2 separate regions of the Canis lupus genome follow, and region 1 is linked to region 2. The links are chromatin contacts, called in public Hi-C maps. All regions are on one chromosome and are shown on one strand. The core of a region is the stretch at or near the end of the contact, and the rest is flanking DNA. Distances in the headings are between cores, read along the strand shown.

Evidence for each region. A called contact is a pair of places that touch in the nucleus more often than the background predicts.
Region 1: a Hi-C map of amygdala shows a contact between it and region 2, with 5 times the contacts expected there. The contact joins two enhancer-like sites. A contact is called at or near these places in 2 of 9 Hi-C or Micro-C datasets (amygdala and skin fibroblasts).

Annotation. Positions count from the first base shown.
Region 1 is chr10:68,308,276-68,313,982 of UU_Cfam_GSD_1.0, forward strand. No RefSeq gene overlaps it. Among named protein-coding and RNA genes, the nearest start is that of C1D, 170 kb to the right of the region's middle. Within about 2 kb of position 2,471, at least 3 of the 20 cell types and tissues checked have an H3K27ac peak or open chromatin away from gene starts, as enhancers often do.
Region 2 is chr10:67,204,495-67,210,069 of UU_Cfam_GSD_1.0, forward strand. All of the region lies in intron 12 of MEIS1 (homeobox protein Meis1), which reads left to right. Among named protein-coding and RNA genes, the nearest start is that of MEIS1, 150 kb to the left of the region's middle. Within about 2 kb of position 1,712, at least 2 of the 20 cell types and tissues checked have an H3K27ac peak or open chromatin away from gene starts, as enhancers often do.

The sequences.
Region 1 (5,707 bases), core at 1,221-3,720, 1.1 Mb after region 2:
GGACTCCATGTTATTTATCACTTAGCTATACTTCCTCCCAACTACTGCCATGATGTGATAAGGTCTCCGTGTCCCTCTTTGTCACTAGCCCTACGGGTAAGTTCCTGTTGATGCCGCTCTCTGTCAAATCCCCTAGTAGGCGCTCAATAAATATTTGCAAATTGGACATATGCTGGGAAATATGTCAATCCACTGATAAGCTCCATCAGTAATGACATCACGTTCCAGATACTCTCTACTCCGGGTCACTGTGCTAAGCATTTTACACGCGTTATCTCCCTTAATATAGAAACTTTAGTAGTTTGCTAAATTTTTCCACGATTACCCCCAACTTTACGGTAGAGAAAATTCAAGAGGCAGGTTTGAACCCAAGTCTGTCTGAGCCTAGAGAACACCCTTAAGCTCTGTGCCAGACCAGCCACTCTCTCCAACACCCACCAGTGTCCCCTCTCCTCCCGGAAGTCCCACCTTCGGAGCATCCTGAGCCAGCTCTTGAGGAAAAGCACCAGAACCAGCTCTTGAGGAAAAGATTCCTTCGACACACTTGCTACAGTTCCTAATGCTCCAGAAAAGACTTAGAAGGTATCTGGGTTGTTAGTATTATGATTATTCAAGAAGTGTCTTTCCCCACACAGAGCTGCATTAGCACCCACTGCAGTTAAATTTTAGTGCATCGCAAGGCACTAAATATCATCTCAGTTGTCATCACAGGGATTTACAAGAGACATTCACACCCCTGAAGAGAAGAAAGTACAAGTTGTCACTCAGCCAGTCTCAATACTTGATGTCTTGAGATTGGGGAAGAGGGGGAAAACCTTAGAAAGACTTTCTTTGGGGTGAAGGTAACTGGCATACGTTTACTGTAAACCCAATAGACCAGCTTCCCCCCTAACACAATTTATCTTGAAACATCACAGGTGGCCTGTGTCAGGACCAGCCAGGCTGGCCCCAGCTCGCGGCGCTGCGGTCTCACACTGCCCTCTGCAGTCGGCCGCTGTCTACACACGCTCTCCCAACCAGCCCCGACGGCCACACCACCTCCAGGCCCTCAAACAGAATCACTACCTCCCTTTGGCCTGGAGACAAACTGTAAAAGGAAATACTGTTCAACTTGTACCTGAACAGGTGCGTTACAGCCTTAATCCGTCTCTCTGGAGCTGGAGTGCGTGGAAAGCTCACCCCGGGGGGTCCATTCGCAAGATTCTTTTATGATAACAGCCCCAAATTCGGAAGATGGTATTTTACCCCCATTGGTGTGGTCTGCTTGCTCCAGCCTCTCCCCAGTCCTTCTCCCTTCCACGGCACCGTGCAGCCCCTTGAAATGGAGAAGACAGGTGCTCTCTAGGTCAACAATATATGGACAAAGAGAGAAATAATCCAGGGGATGGAAAAAAACAAGTTCTATAGACTCAACCTATTAATTCAAGGAGAAAAATCCTTTACACATGTATGTAAGGAGATGAAAAACCTGTCCTAAAATCCAAAATAAATACATTCATAAAGATTAGGGGGAAAAAATTATCTCTTATTTTCTTGGATACCTTTCATGTGTGTGCATGTGTACGTATATGTGTATGTATACGTCTATGTTCTCCTAGAAAACTCTCCCTAAGTTGGTTGGGGGAAAGAAACACTTTCATTGTGTTTCAACATCTTGGGCTCCACAGCAATAAATCCTGTTGGCAAACTTGCTACCAGGCTGCCAGATATTCTTCGAAATCTGCTTCCACCACACACGCGCACACACACACGCACATAATACCCTGCACACGCATGCATTCTCAAGTCCCTCTCTGTGAGGGAGATGTGCCGGGAAACCAGCCTGAGACCACAGACAAACAACTAATTCCACACCTCCCTATACCAAGCTCTGGGCCTCCCCTTGACCAGGCTTTTAACCCAAAGTTCAAGGTCATTATTTTCAGACCACAAAACTGAAAGTCTGATGGGAGTCAAAGTAGCTCTTGATCTGAAGGAAGAGGAGAGAAAAGATAATGCCCATGTTTGGAACCTGTAGGGATGGGGTCAAAAACTTCCAAAGGAAGTCTGTGGACTAGTCAAAAGTTGGCATCTCACTGCCTTTGGGATGGAGTCCAGGCTCCTCGGTATATTCAAGGGTCTTCAATCGCTGCCCAGCTCAGGTCCCTCCAGCGTAGTTACACTGCTCCTCCCCCAGCCGTCCTCTCTCTAGCCCCCATTTGCCCATTCCTCAGCCTTGCCTGTTCTTCAAGACATAGTCAGACCCCTTTTTAGCAAGTCTCTGGGGCACCGCTTCAGCCAGTTGATGTCCTGCCTGTAGACAGTCTTTGCTCATCCCTGCCACCTCCTCAGGGGAGGGAGCCTACGGCCACTTCCACTGCCGAGGGAGCAAAGGCACGTCCCTCATCTCACTGAGAAGACTGCATGTTGCTTGAGGCCGGGCACTGTTTGCTGACCCCTCGGTTCCCTGGCTCACACTGGCTGGGCTTGCTGCCTCCTGACCACATCAGAGCAGAGGAGAGGATCCATGGAGCAGCAGCAGATCTGCCCTAAGTAGCAATCATCATGTCCAGCACAGTTCCAGGCATTTTCTGGGCACTCGTCACACTTTAATTAAATGAATGAACAAAACACTGGCAGGGGAAAAAAAAAAATGGAGAATGACTGCCTGAGGTCACATATGCTAGGAAATATGTCAATCCACTGATAAACTCCATCTAGTCAGCAAACAGGAAAATACTGAGAGGCCAATTTAAAATGATTTGATAGCTTTGCCCATTGCTCCTTATTGTACAATCAGAGTCATAAAAGGCTAGTCAATTGTTTGTAATTTAAACACACACACACACACACACACACATATACACTCCATTGGCAGGGACAGATTTGCATGGAGTTTCTGAAATGTCAATCCCTCACTAGGCTCCAGGATCTCCAAAGCTCTGAAGGGGGAAGCATTTCAGACCAGGAGAAAGGATGTTTTTCCAGGGTCAGTTAGATCCTTTAATACAACCCCGCTACCCAAAGGGTCAAGAGAGGGCATGATTTACAATTTATCCCAATTACAGAGGCTTGTGTTCTTTGTTTCTCAGTACGGAAGGCTTCCTCGGGTAGCAAGGAGGCTGTCTCACTCTCACCCGCATGCTCCCCTTTTTGCTCCATGATCTATAAATAGATACAGATAGATACATACATACATAGACAGATAAGAGCAAGAAAGGGAAAAAATATAGAAGATCAGTAATAACCCAAGGTGTTCAGCTAGCTTTTCCAAACATCCTTTTCAGAGTGTCGGTTTTAGACACAAGATTTTTTTTTTTTTAAGATTGCATTTATTTATTCATGAGAGACACAGAGAGAGGCAGAGACAGGCAGAGGGAGAAGCAGGCTCCATGCAGGCAGCCGGATGCGGGACTCGATCCCGAGTGTCCAGGGTCAGGCCCTGGGCCGAAGGCAGGCGCTTAACTGCTGAGCCACCCAGGGGTCCCCTAGACACAAGATTCTAATTTATATCATACGGTCTTTAAGGTAAAAAAAAAATTCCAAGACATAGGTGAGAAGGTATGAGACAAGGCCTTTAAGTTTTCTTGAGTTTTTGTTTTAATTATATCAAGAAGACCAAATTGCCTTTTTTTTTTTTCTCCTTGAAAATTGTGCTGTCTGCTTCCAAAATCAGCCCCATGTATTCAGCTAAGTTTTCAGGAGGAACTATTATAGACATCTTGCCCTTTGGATCATATATCTGTATATATGGTGGCCCAAAGCCTTGAATCAGTCATTGCGTAAGATCATCCAAACTGTCCAGCATTTTGAGCAACTGTGATAAACTAGGTTTTGCAGTGTCAATAATTTCAACTTATTGGGGGAAAAACGTTTCCCTCAAGGATTCCATTGCTTCAGAATCATAAATGGAATTAAGCCACGTTTTAACCTGTCGGCCCCACTCGTCAGCAGCAAAGAGTAGCTGAAACCTTCGCCAATGTTCAAACTCATTATTTTGTTATTAGGCTATTTTACTGGGTTAGCACATCACCAAGGGACTGCTACCTCTAGTTTTATTTGTGGTACAAGTGAATCAGAGGCCAAGTTGGCATATACAAAAAATAAACACAAAATACAGGAGGAGGAAGGAGAGAAAGCGAGGGTGAGAGAAATTTATTATAACGAGAATTTTTATTGGGGGTCTCTCCAAATTCAAAGCCAAGAAAATGCAGCCAGACTAGAGGAAAGCCTGGAACTAAGAAGTGTGATTATCATTAGGAACCCAGAAAATAATTCATATTCACTCCTAGCTCTGTTTTTCTCTGTGAGTCTACTGAATTGTCTCTCTCCCTTTCCCTCTCTCCTCTACATCGTTCCCCCATTCACTTCTCTGTCCTGTGGTGGCACATGGTTCACTTTGGTTCAAGCATCCACACGTGGTTCCAACAAACATGGGGCCGGGGGGAGGGGGGCGGTGAAGAAGGCAGTCATGTGATCTAGTGTGGTGATAATTCATAAATTAATAGATCCAGCTATTGGATAGACTTCTCAAAAGGTATCTACCCCCGTTAGTACACCTTCAAGCTATTGGAGGGTAAAGAGACGTACATGGATTATAGATTAGTCTAAAACTAAGTATATCTGAACCTAGATGGCAATTAGGAATTTATATATTACAGGTTGAAACATTCCACTCTACAATGATGAAAATAAATTGCATTTAACATCTTCATCTAAGGGTCTCCAAGGGGCAACATCCCAGCCTTAAGGGAGATGAAATAGGAAACATTTATGTGAGAGGGTTTGAGGAAGCCCATGAAGATGGAGGGATTGTCCTGGCAGATAAGAAGAGAAAGGACTGTGAAAATACAGCAGCACTGTAAAAATGAGAATGTGATTAGTCTGAAAAATGAACTACTTTACTTAGAAAATCCTTCTGGGACACAATATAATATTATACGTTTAAAAGCCTTAAGGATTCATAGCCTTCTTCAACCCCCAACCCATTTACGGGGTTTCATTGAGACCTATGGGTGCCGCTGACTTATTTATTTAGGAAACACTGCCATTGTGTTCATGTAAACAGAACCCAAGATCCTGGGGGATTATCCTAATGAATATTTCCCTTAAAAAGAAAAGCATTTATGGTATGAAGATACGTACTGCAATATTATTTATAATAGTGAAAAGTCACGAGCATTCTAAGTATGCAAGAATAAGAAAACTAATACAGAAATCATGATATATCCACTTGGTAGATTGTACATCCACTGAAAGTGGTGATTACAAAGGTCAGGTAGTAACTTGGGGAAAATGCATGTGAAATGATGAAAGTTCCAAAAAAGCAAGTTCCAAAATCATACAAATGCTATGATTAAACCGGTGTTAAGCTACGTATCTATGGAACAAAACAAATAAGGAATCCTTTTAATTGAAAATACTTGTATGGGGAAGTCTATTTTAGAGATTTTGCACGACACCATCATACTTTTTTATAAAATAGTTTTTAGATAGACAGGCAGTGAGCCCTGCTGGTTCCTCATCTTCAGCCTCCGGTTTTCACCTAGACTATTATGTCTTTTGCTCAGAAATGTGATTTCCAGTAACTGGCTGAAATTCCTCCTTCCCAGGAAGACCCGCTGACACCCTAACTCCCTGGTCAGCACATGCTCCTCTACTCTATGCGCCTGCCTCTGTGTCCATTGTGTCTGAAGACTGCTTGGATCCGTCAGAAACCAAAATAGAT
Region 2 (5,575 bases), core at 462-2,961:
CACCGGGGACACCTTCCCCGGACCCCAGGGGGACCTGCGGCCTGGGGGGAGCCGTCGTTACCGGGGATGCGCGGGGGCGCGGGGGGCACCTTCCCCGAACCCCGTGGGGGAGTCAGTGCCCCCCACCCTGAGACTCCACGGGGACCTGCGGCCTGGAGCTGGGGGGCCTTCGTACCCGGGGATGCCCAGGGGGGCACCGGGGTCACCTTCCCCGGACCCCGTGGGGGAGTCAGCGCCCCCCACCCTGAGACCCCACGGGGACCTGCGGCCTGGAGCTGGGGGGCCTTCGTACCCGGGGATGCCCAGGGGGGCACCGGGGTCACCTTCCCCGGACCCCATGCGGGAGTCAGCGCCCCCCATCCCCAAGGCCCCACGGGGACCTACGGCCTGGGGAGGAGGGGCCTTCGTTACCGCGGATGCGCGGGGGCACCGGGGTCACCTTCCCTGGACCCCGTGGGGGACTCGGTGCCCCCATCCCCGGAGACCCCACGGGGACCTGCGGCCTGGGGGGGGGGCTTCGTTACCGGGGATGCGCGGGGGCGCGGGGTTACCTTCCCTGGACCCCGTGGGGGAGTCGGCGCCCCCCACCCCGAGACCCTACAGAGACGTGCGGCCTGGGCGGGGGGGCTTCGTCCCCGGGCCCGCGGGGCGCCTAACGGATCGCAGAGGGGCGCGGGGAAGACGTTTGATCCGGGCCCGACCCTTTGTCTTGAAGCGGATTAGGCAGCCGGAGAAATAGGAGGAAAAACAGAAAGTCTAGACAGGAAAACTTATTGTGTTCACAAAATATAAAAATGAACCGAGCCGGTCTGGTACCTGGAGGGTGAAGATAGATCCTTGTAGACAAGTGCGAAGACAAGACGGGGAAGATTTAAAGTGAAAGAAACGGCAGATTATTAAGAAAGTAATAGTAAGGTGTCCCATACACTACAGTTTTATTGTTGGGTAGTAACTACCCGATTTATTTATTGCCGGGGCTATATAATAGAGATAATGACCACAAACTCAAGATAAATTCTCAGGCGCCCAGCTGGACAATTCTTTTTTATTTAAGAGAGCGCGCCTGAAAGGTGAGCCTCATCTCCTCCCCTCCTGGAGGATCCGTCTTGCTTTCCAGCGCATTATGAGCCTGACATGCAAATAAATAAGTGCTGCGGGCTCTGTGGGTAGGCCCCGCGGGATTTATCTCAGGTGTGAGGGGAACATACACGGAATATGAATTTCCCCAGGAGCAGCGGGGATTCCTCCCTCGGCCTCCCCTTCCCACCCAGCTGTCCTGCCGGTGGCCCTCCCTGTCCCCTGATGACAGCAGTGACCGCCCTGTCTCGGCTCCCGGTTCCCGGACACACGGGTCTGGGGAGGGCGGGAGGCCGGGGGAAACCCGCAGACACCTCCCCAAAGCAGGTTGACCCCCTGGGACTGCGGCCAGGGGCGCGGCGACAAAGGGGAGGTGGGTTTGTAGGTAGGACTCCCAGGAGGGGCCGCCCTGGGAAGCCTGCTGACGTCGTTTGGAAACCTGCGAAATGGTGCCCAAGTTGGCTGTCCTGGTCCGTCGGGTTGACAGGCCCCAAGGGGAGCCAGAAGGAGCCCGGACTCCCCTGGGGACCTGTCCGCCTTTCTTGGCCTCAGTTTCTCTCCCTCCCTCGAGCCAGGCAGACGGAGCCACAGTCAGGGATGGAGTGACCCCGGGCCTGGCTCGCCCGCCGCCAAGGTCAGGAGGGGGCGGGCGGAGGCCTCAGGTGTTGGCTCTGGTGACCCGCTGCTGGTGGCTGCAGTAACAGTCACCCCGCCTCTGAGAAGCCGACCTCCTCCTCCTCCCCCTCCTCCTCCTCCCCCCCGGGGACTTCTCTCCCCCCACCTGCGCCCTGCACCTCACAATTCAGCCCGGCCAACCCCCCCCCCCAACGTGAAGTCAGCATCCTCTTCTGGGTGTCTTGCCTTCTAGCTCATTTTTGGGGTGACCTTCAGACATAGAGTGTCGCAGCCCCACAATCACCACTTCTGTTCAGAACTTCCCTTCCTCTGGGTTTGCCGGGGAGAGAGCACACCTTACACCTTACACCTTACACCTTACACCTTACACCTTACACTTTACACCTTACGGGGACTGGGCGGGAGGAGAGCAGCCAGCAAGCGGGAGGGGGCGGGTGGGGCGAGAGGGAAAGGGGTGAGGGGCTGGGGACCCGGAGCCAGCAGCGGGGTGCGGGTGCTGGGGCGGGAGCCAGGAGGGAAGGGGGATCTGAGAGAAGGGAGAGAAGAGGCTGCTTCTGTAATTCGGCGGTTTGTAGGAGGGATGATATGATGAGGCTGAGAAGGAGGACAGTCCTCGTCAATCTTTTACAATATTGGTGTCATTCGAGCACAACTTTATCTTTGAACCAGAATATCTGTTTCAATGATTTCCATAAGCACATAAATTATAATCTTCAGAGCCTTCAATATTTCTTTCTGTACTTTATTAAGTGTTATTGCAGAGGCCATTTATGAAGTGAATGATTCAACTTTTAATCTTTTGAACATTAAAGTGTATTCCACTGAGTTTCCTTTTCCAAATAATCTAAAATAACAAAAAGAAACTAAGCTCATTACATGAACAAGTGACAAGCGTTTTGCTCTCAGCCTGGCAAGTTGCCTCACTCACTTCAAAGGATGATAAACTAATTGTTTCCAGAGTTTATAAGTAATTAAGCTATTATTTGGGGAATTTATGTAGCAGTTTTATTCACCATAGAACTTTCCAGTGAGAATAGCCAAAGACAAGTCTTCAAAAATACCAAAATTTTAACAATTAAAAAGTCTGTCCTTTTTGATAATAATGAAAGCTATTTTTATTTTTAAAAGCAGTGGAAAATGTAAGCAAATGTAGTTTTCTTCCAAAGTATATGATAGGTAGAGGTCATTATGTGTAATTAATGCTGAAAGGAAAATGAACATGTAATGGCTTCCAAAGATTAAAACATCTGTAACTATCAAGTTTTAAAAAGTTAATTTTTAAAATCATTCAGCTTGATTCATCTCAATATGTCTGGCAGGAAAAAAAAATACGCCCTTTTAGGATTCCATATGGAAAGTTTAAAAACTTAAATAATTTTAGTATTTTAATCAACTTTTGATGCCTGGACAATAAGAATTAATGCCAAGGAATGTTAAGTGCTTGCATTTCCCTGATTTTGCAACAGAGAGATGTACTTACTTATTCACCCTTAGATTAAAATGAAGAGACTACTTCAAAAAAATCTTTTCAAATGCATTAAATTCAAACAAACATTATTTCTCTAGTTCAACCCATGTTTGTCATTTTTAAATAACACGGTCTGCCCAAAATAAAACAGTGTTCATTAAGGGAAAAAGTAAGGCTTTATAAGGAAGTGATGAATTATTCTGTAAATTTCAGCAAACTATATGACACTTTAGTTTAATAGACATATTGTTTATACACGCAGCAATGTGCTATTTTAACATATTGTTTTCCATCCAGATTTTTTTTTTCCTTTGGAAATGAGCATGTTTGGTTGTCACATGAAGGAGTTAGAAATTAATAGAATTTTCGTGTTAGAAGGAAATATCTTTGGAGAATCGCATCGAGATAGAAATGTGAGGATCCGAGTAAAGGGCTGTAGGAGCTTGTTTGAAGTAAGAGACGTGTTCTGGAAGTTACCTACAAAAACTGGGAACATAAAAAAAAACAAAAACAAAAACAAAAAACCTGGGAACATGAGCTGGTTCAAGATCCATTCCCCTCACCACAAAAAAAAAAAAAAAAAAAGTGGGAATTGGCTCTAAGGGTCTTACAAAGAAAATACCGAAGTCCTAGCTACTTGTTTTAAGGAAAACGTCTCCAAAGCAAGCCCGGGGTGGAGTTGGCCGGGAATGGCATTCGACTCAAGGTCGGCGTCGAATTTGTGGCATTTGTGTAAGCCGGGGCAGTTTAGATGTGTCGTCGTGTCACCGTGTCTGACTCAATGTCCACTGCCCTTATTCCACTGGACTCACATTGTTAAAGACCCAGAGCCCCGCAGCAACCCGTGAGGAGTAACCCAACGCCACTAACGCCGCAGTGACTGACCTTCCGGAGGCCGGGCGCCCTTGGACTCCCTTCAGGACACTCAGCTATTGAAAATGAGCTCGTTCCGGGAAGACAGTGGTGACTCTGTTGCAGTGGCACCTGTGGCATCTCACACCACACCTGGGCCGGACCTCGCCGAGACGGCCACCACCCGTGATTCGCACCCAGAGCCCGAAGGCGGCTCCAGGCACATTCTGTAACATGAAACACGCTATTCTGATCAAGGGCGAATGACATCTCTTTGCACATCCCTCCACAGGCTTCAGGAGGTGACTAGAGGCCTCTTTGAGGGTTTCTTTGCAGTAAAAATATTTCCCTGTTAAGGGGTGCTGCCCTGACTCTATGTTAAAGCTTAATGGTCAGAGATTTCACGGTGTGTTGAGTTCAAGATGTCCATGCCGATACCACCCAGAGAGAGAAATGCTGTCGTCCCCGACCTATGCGCACGTTGGAAAGGGGTGTTGGGGTGCAGGTGGCGGGTGGTGCTGACGCAGTGGCCGGACTTCTCGGCACTCCGTGTAGTTGTCCTGACTCCATAACTCGAGCATGATGCGCTTTATCTTCGTCGGATCTTTTTCCCAATCACTAAGTGACATTAATATATTTCTGCCTTACGGAATCCCTGGGTGGCTCAGCAGTTTAGCACCTGCCTTTGGCCCAGGGCGTGATCCTGGAGTCCCGGGATTGAGTCCCATGTCGGGGTCCCTGCATGGAGCCTGCTTCTCCCTCCTCCTGTGTCTCTGCCTCTCTCTCTCTATGTCTATCATGAATAAATTAAAAAATATATATATATATATTTCTGCCTCGTGAATCACTCCGCAGAGCACAGCACGCCAAGGCACTGCAGTACATTCTATGGGCTGTTGGGATAAAGTCCACCTCTCCAAGAGCTCCAGAGTTCTTTCCAGAGGAGTCCTGACTCCTAAGAGATATTTTTCTGTCCTCAAGTCTCTACGGGCCTCTAAGAATTCTGAGATGTTTTGCTTTGATTTTCCCCATCTGGCCACCAGGAGTAAAATGACGGTCCCTCGTCGTTCCAAAGAATTAGCCGAGAGCAATTAATACATCTTTCGATTAAGTGGCTTCACAGAAATGAAAGGTGACTTGTCCCCTAATCATGGACAGCGATCCAGGAGGCTGGAAACAGCGCGAAGAGAAGAGCGGAGCCCAACGGCTGGAACCTTCCCCTTTAGTGGAAGAAAACGAATCCACAGATACGCTAGTTTTCGTTTAAATTCCGTATTATTCTGCTCAGGCTCTTGCCTTACTTCTTTATAGATTCCTAGCATATTACGCTGAATCCTTTTTAAGAATGAAAAAAAGATTGTGTGTGTGTGTGTGTGTGTGTTATAAACTCTTGAGCACCTAATGTGCCCTGAGCAGTGAGCGGGACACGGGGGTCACCGGGATTAACAGGACATTGTCTCTGCCCTCAAAGGCTCATTGAAGGGTGGGGCGGATAAGAAAGTCACAATCCCAACCCCTGGCAGTATGCACGGGTGCTGTGGG